2 separate regions of the Pan troglodytes genome follow, and region 1 is linked to region 2. Evidence: chromatin contacts called from public Hi-C data. All regions are on one chromosome and are shown on one strand. The core of a region is the stretch at or near the end of the contact, and the rest is flanking DNA. Distances in the headings are between cores, read along the strand shown.

Region 1 (4,137 bases), core at 958-3,457, 290 kb after region 2:
TCATCATGGTGAGGATGAAGACAGACGCAGTCTCTTTGTGTCTGAATTTGAGTAATGGGTAGGGGGTGGGTGCTTCCACAGGGTTTTATTGCCCTTGGATCTCAGAAATATTTATTTTCAGTTGATTAATACTCTGCCATTTATACTGACCACATGGCTTCAGTTTTAGAACTCCAAAAACACAAGGGCTGTTGGGTAGAACAGGAAACAAATTTTAGGAAGTATGTATCACAGTCCCCCATGACATTTTCTTGTGGGTTAGTCTTAAGTCATACAGGCATCAGAATTTTAATCCTGAAGAAATTTCTTGTAGAAAGAGAGGATTTTCTTGTATGTCTGTACCTCTACACTCAGAATGTTGTGGTATTATTTCATTAGCAATGTAATGATAGCAGTTAACATCTGGCGAGTGCTGACTATATGCCAGGCATGGTGCTGAGTGCTTGCTTTTTTTTTTTTTGATATGGAGTCTCGTTCTGTCACCCAGGCTGGAGTGCAGTGGCGCGATCTCGGCTCACTGCAACCTCTGCCTCCCAGGTTCAAGTGATTCTTCCACCTCAGCCTCCCAAGTAGCTGGGATCACAGGTACCCGCCATCATGCCCGGCTAATTTTTGTATTTTTAGTAAAGACGGGGTTTCATAATGTTAGCCAGGCTGGTCTTGAACTCCTGACCTCAGGTAATCTGCCCACCTTGGCCACCCAAAGTGCTGGGATTATAGGGGTGAGCCACCTCACCTGGCCCCTGAGTGCTTTTACATAGTTTATCTTATTTATTCCCTGGAATAAGTCTGTAAAAGTAGGTGCCATTACATTTTAGAGATGAGAAAATGGAGGTTCAGTGGTTCTAGGTGACTTGTCTGAGGTTATCTGAGTAGAAGGTGACAGGGTTGGGATTTGAACCAATGTCTGGCCCCAAAGCCTGGATGCGTCTCTTTATACACAAAGGCTCTTCTAATGAAAATGGGGCATTTATTTCTGTATATACTGTGGCTACGTTCTCCAAACAGTTCGGAGCTTTAGAAAATATTTTGAGAATTCTCACTCAGATAGACTTTCCGGCAAATACAACTTATTTTGCTTGAGAATTTCCCTGTTTCTTGCACCTTTGTCTATTCAGCTTGGAGAACCAACCTTGGGGAACAAAATCTCCCTCCACCTATCACAGACATTTTCTTTGATTGCTTTGAGACAGCAGCTGAGCCACCATCCACAGCTTCACCTATCAAGACAGGTGTCTCTGTTTTCCATGAAAGGTGTGACTGCCGGAGATCTCTGTCTTCAGCATTCTCCACCCTTCCCTCCCAGTGCTGCAGAAAGCCTGGCATAGGGTCAGGCTGGTGAGGCTGGATCCAGGCCTACCTTCTTGAACTTCAAGCCGTAAGTGGGACATTTACAAGGGAAAGATCCCTTCTGTGGAATCTCACCGTGAAGTTTCAAGGGCTGCTGCCCCACGCCCACTATGGGCGCTCATAGCCAGGGCTTCTCTGCGTGTCTTACTCTCACCTCTACATCTTTCACTCTCACCGTTATCTCTGAAGAACCAAAGGGAGAAATCACAGGAGTTGGAAATTCCGACGAACCTTTTGCTCTTAGTTGTTGTGCTGAGGCTGGGTGAGTCTCATTTTTAGAAGAAGATGGTGAGAGATTAGTGACCGTGGCTGCTAATCAGCCTTCATCTGAGGAGGAGGACTGCAGAGCCCCATTTTGTCAAAATGAGAGGGAAAATAAGGCAATGAGGCATGTGAAAGGGAAATGTGTTTTTATTTCCTTAAAACCATGCTTTACTGAAAGAGGCACACTGCTCGGGTCTCAGGCGCCCGAGGTGGACTCTGAAAGCTGGCTCTGAGAAGGGAGCGGGAGGGCAGAGAAGGGGAAAACCCATCTGGGACTTTAGCGAATTTTGAGCTATTCAAAAGTTGTTGATCTTGCCAGATTCCAACTTCTGACAGCTGCTAAATATGGCACCTGAGAAAATAGCTTTGATTTTGTAATTTGGAAATGGGAAGGGAAAATTCATTAGGGTTAAATGCACAGAAAGAACACCAGCGGCTTTCCTGTGTCCATCCAGAGGCTTTTAGAGACTTATTGAGTCCTGGTACACAGAGAGTAGATGTGAGGTCCCGCAAGGATGAAAAAGACATTTCCTCCCCTCTGAGCTTGGGCACTAACAATGACAAGCTGAAGGCAAAGCCTGTTAGGAATTCGCCTCTATGCAACATCCCCCTCTACTGGATTCTTGCATGGAAAAGAGCACCCTGACAGCCTCTGCTGCCCTAGAAGGTTTTCAGAGCTCTTTCTCTATGTTAACACACACTTTGGAGTCTCCAAGGCAATTTCCCCTGCCCTCTCTATTATGTCCTTGATTAAGATGAAACATTCTGTAAATGCACACACATCCAAGAAAGATAAGACACATACCAGAGAGAGAGGAATGAAATGATGATGGGGTCAGCGTGGAATTTTAGGACTCCAGAAGACTGGGTTGTTTACCTAGTGTGGGATTGAGGGCCAGAGAGGGGGGCGTTGCTGGAGGCACACAGCTGGTAAGAGGCAACACTTGTGCTGGAACCCCACCTCTCCCGACTCCCCTTTAGTGCTCTTTCTCCTGTGACAGAGTGACATGTATATTCAGAGTGATTGAACCTTGAACGTGGTTTCTGGTCATGGAAACCACAGGGCTTGTCTAAGGAGAAGGTGATCCTTCTGATTGTTTCTGTTGCAAGATCTCCTTCTCTGACCTGGGTGGACTTACTGCAGTTGCAACTGACCCCAGGGAATGGGGTCAGAAATGGTCTGGCCCCAGGTCATTGGTGATCCATAGACCATAAGTCCAGGCAGAGAGCCTGATACCATGAGAAGCACCTTCATGTCTTCCCCAGTCACAGGGCTGGGGCCTTCCCCATTAGAGTCAAGTGCATCTACAGCAGTCTGCCCAGTAGAAATTTCCACAATGGTGGAAATGAGCCATGTCTGCACTGTCTAATATGTAGCCACCAGCCACATGTGACTTCTGAGTCCTTGAAATGTGGCTAGGGTGACTGAGGAACTGAATTTTGAATCGTAGTTAATTGTAATTAATTTAAATTTAAATAGTTACATGTGTCTAGTGGCTACTTGATGGACAGGACAGTTCTAGGAAAGACTTGTTGACATATGTACATCACTTGGCCAACGAGACAGTAGTTTTCTTATTAGGTGCTGCTTGATAATTGGCAGGGCTGCGAGGAGAGGACAGAACCTGGGATGTGGCAGAACAGCTTGTACAAGCAGTGCTGGAGCAGAAGGAAAAACACCAAGGCTAAACTCTTGCTTCTGCCCCAGAGTAGCCGCATGAATTTGGGAAACACTTGGGACTCCATGTCTTCATCTGTAAAATGGGGAGGTGATTTGGTTCTCCACCTCTTTGCCTCAAAGGAGCCCTTTTATTATTTTTCCTCTATTGATTCTTTTTTAGACAAAAAAGCCTGTCTATGACACAAGCAACATTTACTGAAAGAGGAATTGTTGACATTTAAAATGACAAACTTGTAATCAGAATCTTTAACACCAGCTAACTAGAATGAACACAGTCAGTGGATATAATTCCATCCAAAAGCAAAGCACCTGAGGCATAATTAGCCTGTCTGGTCTCATGTGTAGCACACTCATATGCTTATGAATGGCTTTAAAAATACGAAGAATACCTCTAGGACTCCCGTTATGGCCTGCTAGGACATTTAGGGGGCTCAGGGACCCAGGTTAGGATCCAGATGAGATGATCTCTACCTTCCTTCTGGGTCTTAGAGTTGTGAGTCCAAGGAGGATTTGATGGGAGGATGTGGTCAGGAGTGAACAAGTTAGTACAGCACTTTTGGGGGAATCTGGGCCTTGTTGAGGGGAGGATACTGAAATGTAGATGGGAAAACCATGCAGCAGAATCTCACCTGATTCACGCTTTTGCTTAGGGCACTGCTTGGGGGCTACTGGAAAATGTTAGAGCCATCTGGGCCAGAGATGGCATCCGGATCAGGCAGCCACCAGCTGCCAGCTACCACACCAGGCTGTTCTTCCTTCCCTCTGGGCACCACCTCCAGCAGTGGGGGACAGGGCATGAGGCAAAGGGCCATTTGCCTCCCAGCATGTGACCCTCCAAGGCT
Region 2 (3,841 bases), core at 89-2,588:
GTTTTATTTGTTTTGAAGGCTCAGAGTTTGAGGCTGGTCGTAGACACCCACGTGCTCTGACTCTCATCAGCGTAATGATCGACTTAGCCAGAGTCGTGTCTATATAAACCACAAAAACCTAATCATTAGAAATCCCAGCCTCCAAAAACCACATTTTAGGTAAAAAGTGCCGCTTTTTTTCCGCGCTCCTTCATCCTCTCGACCACAACTTTTTGGGGGATCCAAAGTCGCTTTTTAAACCCACACTAGGAAATAAATACATAAATAAACAGCCACGGAAGCATTTTGAATTTTTTAGTTCGTATTTTTAATTTTTCCCCGTGAGCGCTGGGGAAGACAGACACGAAACTTAGTCTTAGATGTAGAATAGACTTAATAAAATATTTAAATTCATGGAAAACGGCTGGTGCTTTTCCCCAGCAAGGGTTTTGCAACTTATTTTAATCACAAAGCTGACAGTTTTTCAGTCCTTAAAACAAAAACAAACAAACAAACAAACAAACACCTCATTCTTGTTCTCTAGGAATGACAAGATTGAATATATAAGAAAAAAGAAATGTCCAGCTATGCACTTGAGTTCCTAAAAACTATTTTGACTAGATCTCCCTCCACCCCCCCCCTCATTTTTTTTGTGTCACTTAAAACAAAAAACACCGAAACCCTGCAAAATCTTTTTCCCTTGGGAGTCGCTCAGACAGAGGTGGGGGTGGAGGTGGGAGGGTGAAGAGTGCTGAGAAGTCAGCACAGACGCTCAAGAATTTTCCTTCCTCCTCTCCTGAAGTTACAACGAAAAATAGCGACAGTCAGATCAGCCGGGGGCTCTCTGGTGTCTTGGCTTCAATCTCTTCCTACAAAGAGGGGGTTCCTTGTCCTAGGGGTGGGGAGAGCAAGAGGACGCGACCTGGCGAGATTGCCCCTAGTCTGGGGCCGCCTCTAGGCTTCGGAAACTGCACACGGCGCGCGGGGGGCTCCTTCTCGCGGCCGGCTGGCGGCGGCAGCGGCTGCGATTCGCAGGCTCGAGATTCGTTGCCCCGAGATCCGCTGCCCACGACTTACCTCTTGGCACCTTGAAGCGCGAGAGACAGGGGAGCTTTGCAAATTGCAGGAGGGAGTGGATGCAAAGAGGTGGCTGTGAGAGGGCGAGAAGAAAAGAAGGGAAAGGAAGGAGCCTAGCCGGGGAGCCGGGCTGGCAGCCGCCGCGGGAGGAATCTGAGCGTGCAGCCGGCGCGGGGGGAGCGGCGGCCGCCGCGGAGGCGGCGGCGCGGGAGGGCGGAGGCGCGGCCGCCTGCAGCTGGGTAGCAGCGCGCGGCGCGGCGCGGCGCGGCGGTGGCGGGCAGCGCGCGGCAATGCCGGCCCCGGGGCTGGACTGCTGAACCCACACCGCTTCACCACCGGACTCGAACTGGGAGGGGGCGCCAGCGCACCCAGGACGCGGTGCCCCAAGGGACCCCATTCCAAGCTGCAAACTCAAGTCCCCCGCCTCCCCAGGCCAAACACACCCCCGCGCCCGTTCGCAGCTGCCACCCCGGGTGTTCCAAAGGCTCCGGCAAAGATCTGCGCCTCCCGGGTCTCCCTACCCGCCAGCCCGACTGCGCCGCATCGCCAGACTCTGTTGGCCCATCAGACTCCGCCCGGCAGTCGGCCTCATCAAACTTGATTTCTCACCTCCTCAGCCCCATCACCTCCATCCTCTTTCCCCCCGTCTCGCCTTCACCCCCCCAATTTCCTCCTTGCCCCTCATTTCCACCCTCCTCCCCCTCCCCCGGCCACTTCGCTAACTTGTGGCTGTTGTGATGCGTATTCCCGTAGATCCGAGCACCAGCCGGCGCTTCAGCCCCCCCTCCAGCAGCCTGCAGCCCGGCAAAATGAGCGACGTGAGCCCGGTGGTGGCTGCGCAACAGCAGCAGCAACAGCAGCAGCAGCAGCAGCAGCAGCAGCAGCAGCAGCAGCAGCAACAGCAGCAGCAGCAGCAGGAGGCGGCGGCGGCGGCTGCGGCGGCGGCGGCGGCTGCGGCGGCGGCAGCTGCAGTGCCCCGGTTGCGGCCGCCCCACGACAACCGCACCATGGTGGAGATCATCGCCGACCACCCGGCCGAACTCGTCCGCACCGACAGCCCCAACTTCCTGTGCTCGGTGCTGCCCTCGCACTGGCGCTGCAACAAGACCCTGCCCGTGGCCTTCAAGGTAAGAGGCTACACCGCCCCCCGCCCCCGGCCGGGAGCCGCGGAACCTGCCCGCCGGTGTCTTCCTGCCCACGGGGCTGGGCCCCGGACGTCCTCCAAGACCTCCTGCCTTGGCGGCTCTAACCCCAGAAACCCCCGGCCGGGCCTCTCCCTCCGGATGCCCTGGCGGGCTCGGGGCTCAGTCCCTCCGCGCAAATCCCTCCCTCTCCCACCTGTGCCCGCTGCCACCCCGACTTCAGCCCTAGTCCCCCTGACCCGTTCAGCACTCTTCATGCCTCCTGCCCGGCCTTGATTCTCACTCACTCCTTCGCGCCGTCTCCCTTTCCCCCAGGATCCCCAAAGTACCCACTCTTGCACTGCGAGCGGACTTGCTCCACCCCGCCCCTTTCCCGGGGGCGAGGATCCCCGACATTGTCCCCTGGGGCTCCCGCGTCCTTCCGGGACATCCCGGCCTGGCCGCATTGCGGGCTGCCCGCGCAGCCTCTCTTTGGGGCTCCGCGCGCTCTCACCCGCTTCCCTCACAGCCAAACGCCCCTCCTCAGGTCTCGGCGTCCCCTTCCCCGACCCGCAGAGTTCAGCGGTCCTGGTCCCTCCCGGGCTCCCGTGCCGGGATTCGTGGGGTGCCGGTGCCGGGCATTAGTGCCCGGGGCTGGGCGTGGGGTGCTGACTGAGGCGCGCGGGCTGCGCTACCAGTGCCCGGGAGGGTCCTGGACAAACCTAGGGTCTCCAGAGGAGGGGGTGTCAGGACGGGGGCGTTTGCTCTGTTCGCTGACCCGCGCCAGATCCCGTTACCGGGAGGAAGGCGGGGCCGCTGGGGCGTCCGCGAGCCCCGAAGCGGGGGCGTTCAGGGGGCCTGGGCGCTGAACCCTCGAGTGCTGGGAGGCGCGGGCCAGGGGAGGGGGCGGGAGCTCGGGCCGCTTCTTCCAGCCGGGACCGAGCTCTGCGCCTCGCCCCGCCAGGGAGGGATGAGGGAAACCTGTGGAACAACTTTAGTTCGCCCAACTTGAAAATGGAGGTGAAATTTTGTATTTTTGCTTTATTATTATTTTTAAAGGACTTAAATCTAAAAAAGATCCCTCCTGCTTCTGAAAGGTGGTGAGAGGCTCCTGCTGGTGGCCTGAGCACGGAGTGAGCTCGAAGGCTTGAGAGCGGCCTCTGCGCGCCCCGCGGACTCTTGTGCCTGCCCGGCCCGTTAGTTTGAGGGCGGGTGGCAGCCGCGGGAGTCGCAGGCAGGTGCTCCACAGGTTGAGGGTTTAGGATCTGGAGCCTCTCACAGTAGCCCGATGGCTCTCCATAACCCGATCCAGATTTCCCGGGGTAGCCCTCTACAGGGGGGAGACGCGGAGCCCCCAGGGCCCAGCGCACACTGGGTTGATGGGGAAACGGGTTCTCGGGCTGTCCACACTCGCAGGACTGTCCACACTCGCAAGACGCCAGGGATGCAGGGGTGTTAAGCCAGACGTGGAGATGAGACTCTCAGAAAGGTGCTTTGGGCCCTTGCTAACCTCTGAACTTGAGTAGGTGGGCCTGGGTCCCCTGGGTTCTGAGGTCTGTGGAGAGCAGGGCAAGCAAGGCCTTGGGGGAGGTTAAAAAAAAAAGTTGGGGGAGGAATCATGCCAGTTTCTCCGCTGGGGACCCTGGGGCCAAACTCCCACGGGC

Evidence for each region. Hi-C and Micro-C count contacts between places; a contact is called where the count stands out from the background.
Region 1: a contact with region 2 is called in a Hi-C map of stem cell-derived neural progenitor cells, with 5 times the contacts expected there. The contact joins two enhancer-like sites. A contact is called at or near these places in 2 of 7 Hi-C or Micro-C datasets (induced pluripotent stem cells and stem cell-derived neural progenitor cells), 1 of 1 datasets of contacts at active chromatin or transcription factors (stem cell-derived excitatory neurons) and 1 of 1 other capture datasets (stem cell-derived neural stem cells).

Annotation. Positions count from the first base shown.
Region 1 is chr5:51,592,389-51,596,525 of NHGRI_mPanTro3-v2.0_pri, forward strand. No RefSeq gene overlaps it. Among named protein-coding and RNA genes, the nearest start is that of CLIC5, 300 kb to the right of the region's middle. Within about 2 kb of position 2,208, at least 3 of the 24 cell types and tissues checked have an H3K27ac peak or open chromatin away from gene starts, as enhancers often do. A contact at or near this core is called in stem cell-derived neural progenitor cells, where this site is marked.
Region 2 is chr5:51,305,938-51,309,778 of NHGRI_mPanTro3-v2.0_pri, forward strand. RUNX2 (RUNX family transcription factor 2) reads left to right here. Exons shown (of 9, transcript XM_001142127.6): 3 at 1,810-2,183. Among named protein-coding and RNA genes, the nearest start is that of SUPT3H, 43 kb to the left of the region's middle. Within about 2 kb of position 1,339, at least 14 of the 24 cell types and tissues checked have an H3K27ac peak or open chromatin away from gene starts, as enhancers often do. A contact at or near this core is called in stem cell-derived neural progenitor cells, where this site is marked.